Regions from separate parts of the Sus scrofa genome. Here region 1 is linked to region 2. Evidence: chromatin contacts called from public Hi-C data. All regions are on one chromosome and are shown on one strand. Each heading gives the region's core, a stretch centred on a gene start, on an enhancer-like site or on the middle of the called end of the contact. The rest is flanking DNA. Distances are from core to core; before and after follow the strand shown. Region 1 overlaps NFIA (nuclear factor 1 A-type). Region 2 overlaps NFIA (nuclear factor 1 A-type).

Region 1 (4,697 bases), core at 308-2,807, 120 kb after region 2:
ACTCTGAAAAGCAATGAAATAATACTTGGAACCCAGAAGATCTTGCACATAGTAGTTGTTCAATACTTATACACTGGATGGATAAAGTGAACGAATGAAGCTGGAGGGCACGTCTACAGGAACCCTAAGAGTTGCATAACCAGGCATAGGAACTGTGCTCAGAGCAAAATGGCTGAGACGGCAAACACCACTAAAACTGACTTTCCAGTGGTGTCATGACTGTATTAGTAACAATGATTAAAACACAACAGACATGGACAAACCCCAGGTACAAAAGGGCTACTTCAGGTGACGTCTTGTAAGGCTGGACAATTCTAATCAAGGCAAATACAACCTTACCTCCAACTCACAAGTTTCGATGATTTCAAGCTATGTACCTATCATGATGGGTCAATTCCACAACAAACAATTTGCTTAGACTCTGTACTGGAGCCTTCCTCAAACTGGCCAGTGTCCAGCTAGTTGACAATATGTGTTATTCCTAATTTTCTCAGCTGTAACAGGGACGCTTCAAGGCAAATGGGTTGCTGGGATGTGGGTCTTTTAACCAATCTGAATCTTCCATAGCTTATCCCATGATTCATGAAATGATCATCTTAACATCACACATTTTAATGCTTTAAAAAATCTTTAATGCCTTTAATGCATGGTATAGAAACACAATACTATTAATGAATCACACTATCTACATTTGGGTGAAAGCTGTGGTTAAACTGGACAGTGGAAGGAACCGTCCATCCCTCGTTTTGGTCTTCTACCAAATTAGGGCAAACTGTGCCTGGAAAGTGTTCTAAAAATGTCTCTATGGACTTGAAGATCATAAAGGCCCCGGTTTCACTGAAATAAAACATATACCAAGTCCAGCACACAATAAATCTTCAACAGGTATCAATACCAACATTTATATCTTTTGACCAAAAAGCATAAGAAAGTCATCATTTAGATTAACATTAAACTTGTAGGGTCCCCTAACGCTTTTAGAAATGATGAAAAGCCACACCTCCTCTTCCCAAGAAAATATATATCTATTCACAAACATACACCACTTTGCCAATTCAGCAGATTCTCAGATAGTCCAAAGACAGTCCATAGATGGAATTGAAGAACCCCCATTTCAATCATAATACACCCAGAACAGCTTAAAATACACATTTTAAAATCATGAGATTTTGAGAGACACAGAGGTAAAGTAAGAATCCACAATGCATTACAAAAAAAGGAGTGGTAGCTCAATTATAAAATATGTCTCTGCATATTTTGATATGTGTTGCTCTGTCTTAACTACCCAGCAACAATGAGGTAAATAGATTTAGCAAATGTTACTGAAGTAATGAAATACATAAACATCTCCACCAGCTTTCCTCCTTAAGCTTTAGCTGAACAAGAAGGAAACTAGCATTTATTATCTTCCATATATGCCAGGGACTGTTAGACACTTTCTCACATTACCTTCTTTCTTTTTTGGGGGGTGGGGGTACTCCAGGGATGGAACCTGTGCTGCAGCAGTGATTACACCAGATCCTTTCTCCATGGAGCCACCAGGGAACCCCAGCGTGACCTCATTTCTCTGTAAGAACAATACCACAATACAGAGTTCCCGTCGTGGCGCAGCAGAAACGAATCTGACTAGGAAGCATGAGGTTTCGGGTTCCATCCATGACCTTGCTCAGTGCATTAAGGATCTGGTGTTGCCGTGAGCTGTGGTGTAGGTCACAGACTCAGCTCAGATCCTGCGTTGCTGTGGTTCTGGCGTAGGCTGGCAGCTGCAGCCCTGATTCAACTCCTAGCCTGGGAACCTCCATATGCCACAGGTGAGGCCCTAAAAAGACAAAAAAAAAAAAAAAAAGACAAAAATAAATAAATAATAACAATACCACAATAAGGCACTGTCACTACCCTTTATAGAGGTGAATAAATTGAGGCTAATGGATAAACAAACAGCATGCTGAAGTTCCAAAGTTCGTAAGCAGAAGAGCTCAGACTGAATACAATGGCAGATCTTAAGCCATTATTCTGTTACATATAAGAGTTTATAAACCACTAGAATCAGGTTTATTCTAATTCTAATTCAGTAAGTGTGAGTAACCTTTCCTCTCCAAAATAAAGGTTAAGCATGTATGGGGTTGTGGGGCAAATATTTCATATCCTCCTTTGACCTATGTCTCCAAAGTTCTATTTCCCAATCTCGAGCTTTTCCCAACAAGAGACAACTTAGGTCCTGCGGGACCACCCCTCCCTGACTTTAGCTCTGCCACAGATTATGAACCTAAACTTATACTCCTGAATAGCTCCTAAAACACAGCTAAAGAAAAGCTAAAAAGAAAAAAATGTGTAGATCACCTGTCCTAGACACAAACTTTATAATTAGCTATAATTTATCTTCCAGGCATAATTATGTACATTAATATAGTTCAGACAATAGACTCAAGCTATTTCAAAGTTTAATCAGCCTCCTTCCTAGAGAACATATACACAGACAGTTAAACAAAATAAGACAGTAAAGATTACGGCTACACACCCATACCAAAGATCAGACGTGATTAATTATTCTAAACATTTGTCTCAGAGGCAATTAAGTTGCCTGAGCAATCAGTCCTGTCTTGTTGAATTGATCTTTTTTAAAAAAACTGAGCTGACGATTCATTTCAGCTGAAACAGTGAAACTTTTTCAAGTTTCAGGAGCCAACTGGAACATCATTTATGTTCCACCGTGACACTCCATCCACCTGCCACCAGAACAAGAAGTAGGTGCCTTTCTTTGAAAGTCCTAAACTTATCTCAATATTTTTCATATGTATATATACAATTTAGGGGTTATGGAGGTGGAAGGCAAGAACTAGAGCCCACAGTACTGTATTAGGAAACCCAAGAAGTTAAAAATTATGGAAGTTATGTAGATGCACCTTCCAGGAAAAGATTATACGATGACAGCACTGGATTATAACTCAAACCTCACAGCCCTTCCAGAAATGTGAACTATATATCCCCATGAACTGCATACAGTGGTGCTCCATAAAGGCCCAAACTCTCTAATGGAGTGAATGGAAAATGAACCAGGAAGTTACTATCACAGGTTTAATTATGCCAAATATCACTATGAGTGTATATGAGTACCATGCAAAGTTTATAACCATCCATAGTTTTCCTTGCACTTAGCAGCATCAGCAATTGGGGGAAATTATCGAGCTCTTGGCAAAGAAGCCATCAAGTACATCAAGAGTTTATGTAACCAAAGCAAGGTACTCGAGTGATGACCACATGTTTGTGTCCTCACGGTTTCCTGTTCAGTTTACCTGTTTGAGTCAGACGGACCTTAGCAGAGCAAAGGGCAGAATCTAATCCTGAGTCACATGGAAAAGGGATGAACAAGTCTTGAAATACTTCACACTATCATGTCACTGAAACAAGTTAATAAACAATGATTTCCTAGTGACCTGATTTGCACAGGCAATATAAAAAAGAAGCCATTTATAGGTCAGTTATTATCATTCCTGTTCAAATACAGCTTGATAAATGGGAAGCTGGTTTATCTCACCTCCTGGAATAAGTTACAGTTCTACAGTAATGATGAGGTGCATTTTCAAAGTTTTTTACACTCAGGGATCATCACTGGAAAAGACCTTATATTCGTAAGTTCCAGAGGAACTAAATTTTTAAGTTAGTCTTCTGATTTTTTGATCTGATCTTTTGATTTTTTAAACTTAGTGCTAAATGTCTCTAATCATGCTAACTCAAAAAAAAAAAGTTAGTCTTCTGTCTTCAATAGTGGGTGACTTTAATGCTTCTGATTTCAGAATGGGGAAACTTGGAACAGGCTTATCAAAAATTGACAGCATTACACAATCAGTAATTGCACAGACGTGGCCCCATCAGAATTTTCCAGCTGTATTACATATAATGAAATTATTCACATAAATGATATAAAAGATTTTATACCGCAAATTACAATATAATCATTTTAACAGTTTGTCAATGTTGAAGAATCCATAAAATGTACTTTTTACACTCTCTTCATTAAAAACACATTTTAGGAGTTCCCATCGTGGTGCGGTGGTTAACAAGTCTGACTAGGAACCATGAGGTTGCAGGTTTGGTCCCTGGCCTTGCTCAGTGGGTTAAGAATCTGGCATTGCCATGAGCTGTGGTGTAGGTCACAGACTTGGCTCAGATCCCACGTTGCTGTGGCTGTGCCGTAGGCCTAGGCCAGTGGCTACAGCTTCGATTCCACCCCTAGCCTGGGAACCTCCATATGCCAAGGGAGCGGCCCTAGAAAAGGACCAAAAAAAACAAAAAACAAAAAAAAAAAAAACCCCACATTTTAAAACAATGATACAAATTCAGTTAGATACCTGGGTTTTTTTGGTTTTTTTTTTTTTTTTTTTCAGTTTTTCTTTTTGAGTGTGTGTGTTTTTTTGCTTTTTAGGGCTGCAAGTGTGGCATATGGAAGTTCAAGGGCTAGGGTCTGAATCAAAGCCACAGCTGCTGGCCTATGCCACAGCCACATCAACACGGGATTCAAGCTACAACCTACACACTGCAGCTCATGGCACACTGGATCCTTAACCCACTGAGTGAGGCCAAGGATCAAACCTGCATCCTCAAGGATACAGTTGGATTCATTTCTGCTGCGTGACTATGGGAATTCCCCTTTTTTTTTCAGTTTTGAAAGAAATATATTATCAGAGAAAGACCTAAAT
Region 2 (4,449 bases), core at 1,478-3,977:
TATACACAGAACTTCCATATGACCCCGCAATCCCACTCTTGGGCATCTATCCGGACAAAACTCTCCTTAAAGGAGACACATGCACCCGCATGTTCATTGCAGCACTATTCGCAATAGCCAGGACATGGAAACAACCCAAATGTCCATCAACAGAGGATTGAATTAGGAAGATGTGGTATAGATACACAATGGAATACTACTCAGCCAGAAAAAAGAATGACATAGTGCCATTTGCGGCAACATGGATGGAACTAGAGACTCTCATACTCAGTGAAATGAGTCAGAAAGACAAAGACAAATACCATATGCTATCACCTATAACTGGAATCTAATATCCAGCACAAATGAACCTCTCCACAGAAAAGAAAATCATGGACTTGGAGAAGAGACTTGTGGCTGCCTGATGGGAGGGGGAGGGAGTGGGAGGGATCGGGAGGTTGGGGTTATCAGACACAACTTAGAATAGATTTACAAGGAGATCCTGCTGAGTAGCACTGAGAACTATGTCTAGATACTCAGATTGCAACAGAACAAAGGGTGGGGGGAGAAAAATGTAAATGTAATGTATACATGTAAGGATAACTTGATCCCCTTGCTATACAGTGGGAAAATAAAATAAAAAATAAAGAAAGAAAGAAATAAAAAGAAATCTTTGCTGACTAAATAAATGATGGGTACCTATAAGGAAAACGAAGCTGGGCAGGGGGTAAACCTTTCCCAAAGTCACCTGGCAGAGCAGATGCCCAGCTCTATTATCCTGGACTATTTTATGATACCATGATGCCATCTTGCATGTAGGTATTATATATTATACATAGAAAGAATTACCTAGAAAAGATTAAAAACAGATGAATATATGAAAAGAGATCATGATAACAAAAGGGCATGTACATCAAGGTGTTAGGTGTTTTGCTCCTCCTGGAATCAAATCTTTATGATAAAGAAGTAAATTTAGCAGGAGCTTTAGCTAAGGAAAGAAAACAAGAGGTCCTCTAAATCTTGCCATGAAAACTCACTGCTAACTCTAACCAGGAAGGCTGTAGGTGTACGAGTACAACAGAAAGGGGTTTGGGGTGAGTAGATGCAAACAATTACATTTAGATTGGCGAGACAACAGGGTCCTACTGTACAGCACAGGGAACTATATCCAATCTCCTGGGAAAGACCATGATGGAAAAGACGATTAAAAAGTGTATATATGTGTGTGTGTGTGTGTATATATATATATTACATATTATATATATATATGAAACTGAGTCACTTTGCTGTACAGCAGAAATTGACATACTGCAAACCAACTATAAATTAAAAAAATAAAGGATGGGACTTCATGCATTTAGCACTGACTGATGGGTCTGCTAATGTGAAGCTTGTGCTTACTGTGGCTCTAATTTTAGCCGACACGGTGGTCATACCACTGCCAGGACATACGCCAAACACGGTATATATGCACATTTCAATTCGTAGGAAAGGGAGGGACACCTTTTACTTTATGTGATTCTTTCTCTAGTGGGTGAGGAGAGTAGGACAAATAAAAAAGAAAAAAAAAAAAAAAACCCATGTTTGGCCACACATACTGTGAGCTGGGATTCAGAAGGGAGTCATTTGACAAAAATTTCTATCACTGCCAGTTCATTCTATTTGTTGCCAGCTTTGCTGTCCAAATATTCACCCCAAATATGTCAAAGAAAATTAAAAGAAGAAAATTATATAACAAAACATCCTTCTGAACTAATTCAATTTCAGTATTTATTTTGAAAATTTATTGAATTATAGTAGAGGAAACCCACTAAATTAAGCTGGCCAGACTGATATTTTTCTTCCTACGAGTATGGCAATATTTATTATTTTATCTATGAGGGGTTGATTAAAACTAGAAAATAAAAACACTTGCAATGTCATCATATATTTAGAATAAGGTGGCTTAGGCAAAATGAAAAAATATATAGGGCCCGTCAGTATTTTCTATTCCATAAACTAACAGATTTTCTGGAAAAACTGCATTTTAGAGATCGGCATTATGATTTTTAAAAGAGATTCCTACTCTTTTGTCTGCTTCACACCAAAGCCTTACTCTGGAATAGGTGCCATTGACTTCTACAGATAGAAAATGTGTGATGCTCATTTTAAAATTACTAGTAGAGCCTGCTATTGACCATCTAATTATGCCGAGTTCCATTTATAAACATAGCTAACCACTAAGTTTATGGAGACTTTTTGTGCTGCTTTAATAGGATATTGATCGAGAGCATAGTTGGAGTGGACTGCCATTGAATTGTGTAATGGCAAACAAAAGGCAAGGTCACAGCCACTGTTCATGCTAGGGCTGCAGTCTATTTTTTATTATAATCTTTTTGTTTCTTCCTTTAATGCTCAAGCCCAAGTGGTTTCTTTTAGAAAGAAGAGGTTGCATAAGAATACAGCCTTAGTTTAAAAAATAATTTCCAGGCCATGATCAGAGGTGAACCAATGGGCCACTTGTTTAGAAAAGAAAGTTTCAAATCTGCTCTACTTTAGCAAAGACCTAAAATCCTGCACATCTTTAAATGGCATCCCAAAGGACTGGGACATCCAGAATCTCTTATCCTACACCAATTTCCTTTGAGTCCGTCTTTGCAAGAACATTTTGTAATTTTCAAGTTTGGGCTTGTTCTGTCAAAGGGCTTCATTTCCTTATTGTACCTTGGAGCCGAGTTAACTGTTGTAGAAGCTCCATCCAGGCAGGTTAGAATATTGCCAACAGCCCCTGCTAAACTGGTGGCCAGAAAACCCTAGGGTGTGGAAATGTGTCCCCAAAGACACGCAAAGGACCTAGAGCCTTAAAAGAAAACTTTAAAAATGAACTACGATTGAGATCTTGGGATTCCCGTGTGAGAACACAGAGCGCACGTTTCTAAGGCAGAAAACAGCCACTAGGGTGCCACCTCATGCCAGGCTGAGGCATACGCCTGGCTCCATTCACTCCCACTCTCCATTGACAAACAGCTCGGGAATCCTGTAGCCACCCAGCAGCTTAGCTTTGTGGCAGAGCCAGGACAATTCAGCTGCTGGATTTTAATAGATTCTGCAGCACTGCAACAGGAACCCAAAATCAGTCTGGGTAACTGAGAGTGCTTTTCACACCCAAAGACTCTAAGGCTGGCCACAGCGTACTGAGAACCCTGGCTTTTCAAAATTCCAGGGCCATGAAGTCATCCCCAGCCACGAAGTTTACTTAACCCTTGCAGCCGACTTGGGGGTACAAACCACTGCCAGAAAATTAGAACCCGCCAGGCCAGAGTCACAATGGCCTGTGTGTATTTGCGGTTTTCCTCTTTCCCAGTGAAGTATTTAAGGTTTCGGAGTCACTCCACCAACTTCAAGTCAAAGAGTCAGCACTTTAGAAGGAAATGGGCAGAAGTACTGGATTTTTTTCAGAAGGATTTTCTGGGTTTCTCCCAGGAAGGATATTTGACAGCCTCAAAGCACACACTCCGAGGAAAACACTGGTACAAAATAAACAAGCGTGGGGGCTGACAGAGAGCTAGCTAAGCGGCGTCATGTAGCAGCCAGTAGAGTGGGCTCTCTTTGCAGCAACTTCATAGGAAAGAGACCCATCTGAAAATGCTTCTAGAAGGCTTTGTTTGAAAATGCAGCATCATGTAAGAGCCATTTCAACAGATGGTTCCTGTCTCTTTCCCCAGAGTATTATGCTAAAACAACTTTAGCGATTCTGAACTTCATTGTTAGCACTTGTAAACCCCCTCCCCCAGAGCAGAGACGTCTCTCTTTCTCTCTGGCGCGGTGTCTCGTGGTCTGCATTTCGCCCTGCCTCCCCCGGCACAAAGTGATAAATAACCAGAACTATTTTCAGATGGTCCTAGCACATGCGGGAAAAGGTAGGAGGAGAATGAATATGTTTGCTTTTATGCTGTACAGTATTCTCTTTGCTGCTAAGTGAAACAGAACTCTCCTTTCTTGCCTTTCATCGACTCTGGATGATGCAAAAAATTAAAAGGTGGCTAGGCAGGAGGCAAGGGTGAGAGGGGAACAAGTGGTGGGAGCCGGCAGCAGGAGCCCCTGATTTCCCACAGCCCCCGCGCATCCGAGCAGGATCATTTAATGTCAGGCCACCTTGTCGCTTGACCCTCACGTCTCAACGTGTGAGGCTAAGCCGGCAGCTTTCTCTTGAGTTTCTCTGCCACTGCCACCCTTTAGTAACACGATTATAAACAACAAACTTAGCACATAGTTATTTCAGTAAATCCTCATGAGGAAATACCGAAATAGCATCTCCCTCCTCTATTAAAGTTAAAAGGAGGAAAACTAAAAACAGAAACTAACTGGAAACCTGGGGAAAGTCAATATTTACATTCGCAAATTTAAAAACTGAATTGGAAAGATCCAGAAAGAGGGAGGATTTTCAAGCTAAGGCCACCTTTAGTGTGAAATTTCCGGGCCGTGTATGTG

What was found. Hi-C and Micro-C count contacts between places; a contact is called where the count stands out from the background.
Region 1: a contact with region 2 is called in a Hi-C map of liver, with 3 times the contacts expected there. The contact joins two enhancer-like sites. A contact is called at or near these places in 4 of 47 Hi-C or Micro-C datasets (liver and skeletal muscle) and 2 of 2 datasets of contacts at active chromatin or transcription factors (alveolar macrophages and skeletal muscle).

The regions. Positions count from the first base shown.
Region 1 is chr6:151,081,639-151,086,335 of Sscrofa11.1, forward strand. The region is part of intron 2 of NFIA (nuclear factor 1 A-type); the gene reads right to left. Among named protein-coding and RNA genes, the nearest start is that of NFIA, 150 kb to the right of the region's middle. Within about 2 kb of position 1,558, at least 6 of the 83 cell types and tissues checked have an H3K27ac peak or open chromatin away from gene starts, as enhancers often do. A contact at or near this core is called in alveolar macrophages and liver, where this site is marked.
Region 2 is chr6:150,960,979-150,965,427 of Sscrofa11.1, forward strand. All of the region lies in intron 4 of NFIA (nuclear factor 1 A-type), which reads right to left. Among named protein-coding and RNA genes, the nearest start is that of NFIA, 270 kb to the right of the region's middle. Within about 2 kb of position 2,728, at least 48 of the 83 cell types and tissues checked have an H3K27ac peak or open chromatin away from gene starts, as enhancers often do. A contact at or near this core is called in alveolar macrophages and liver, where this site is marked.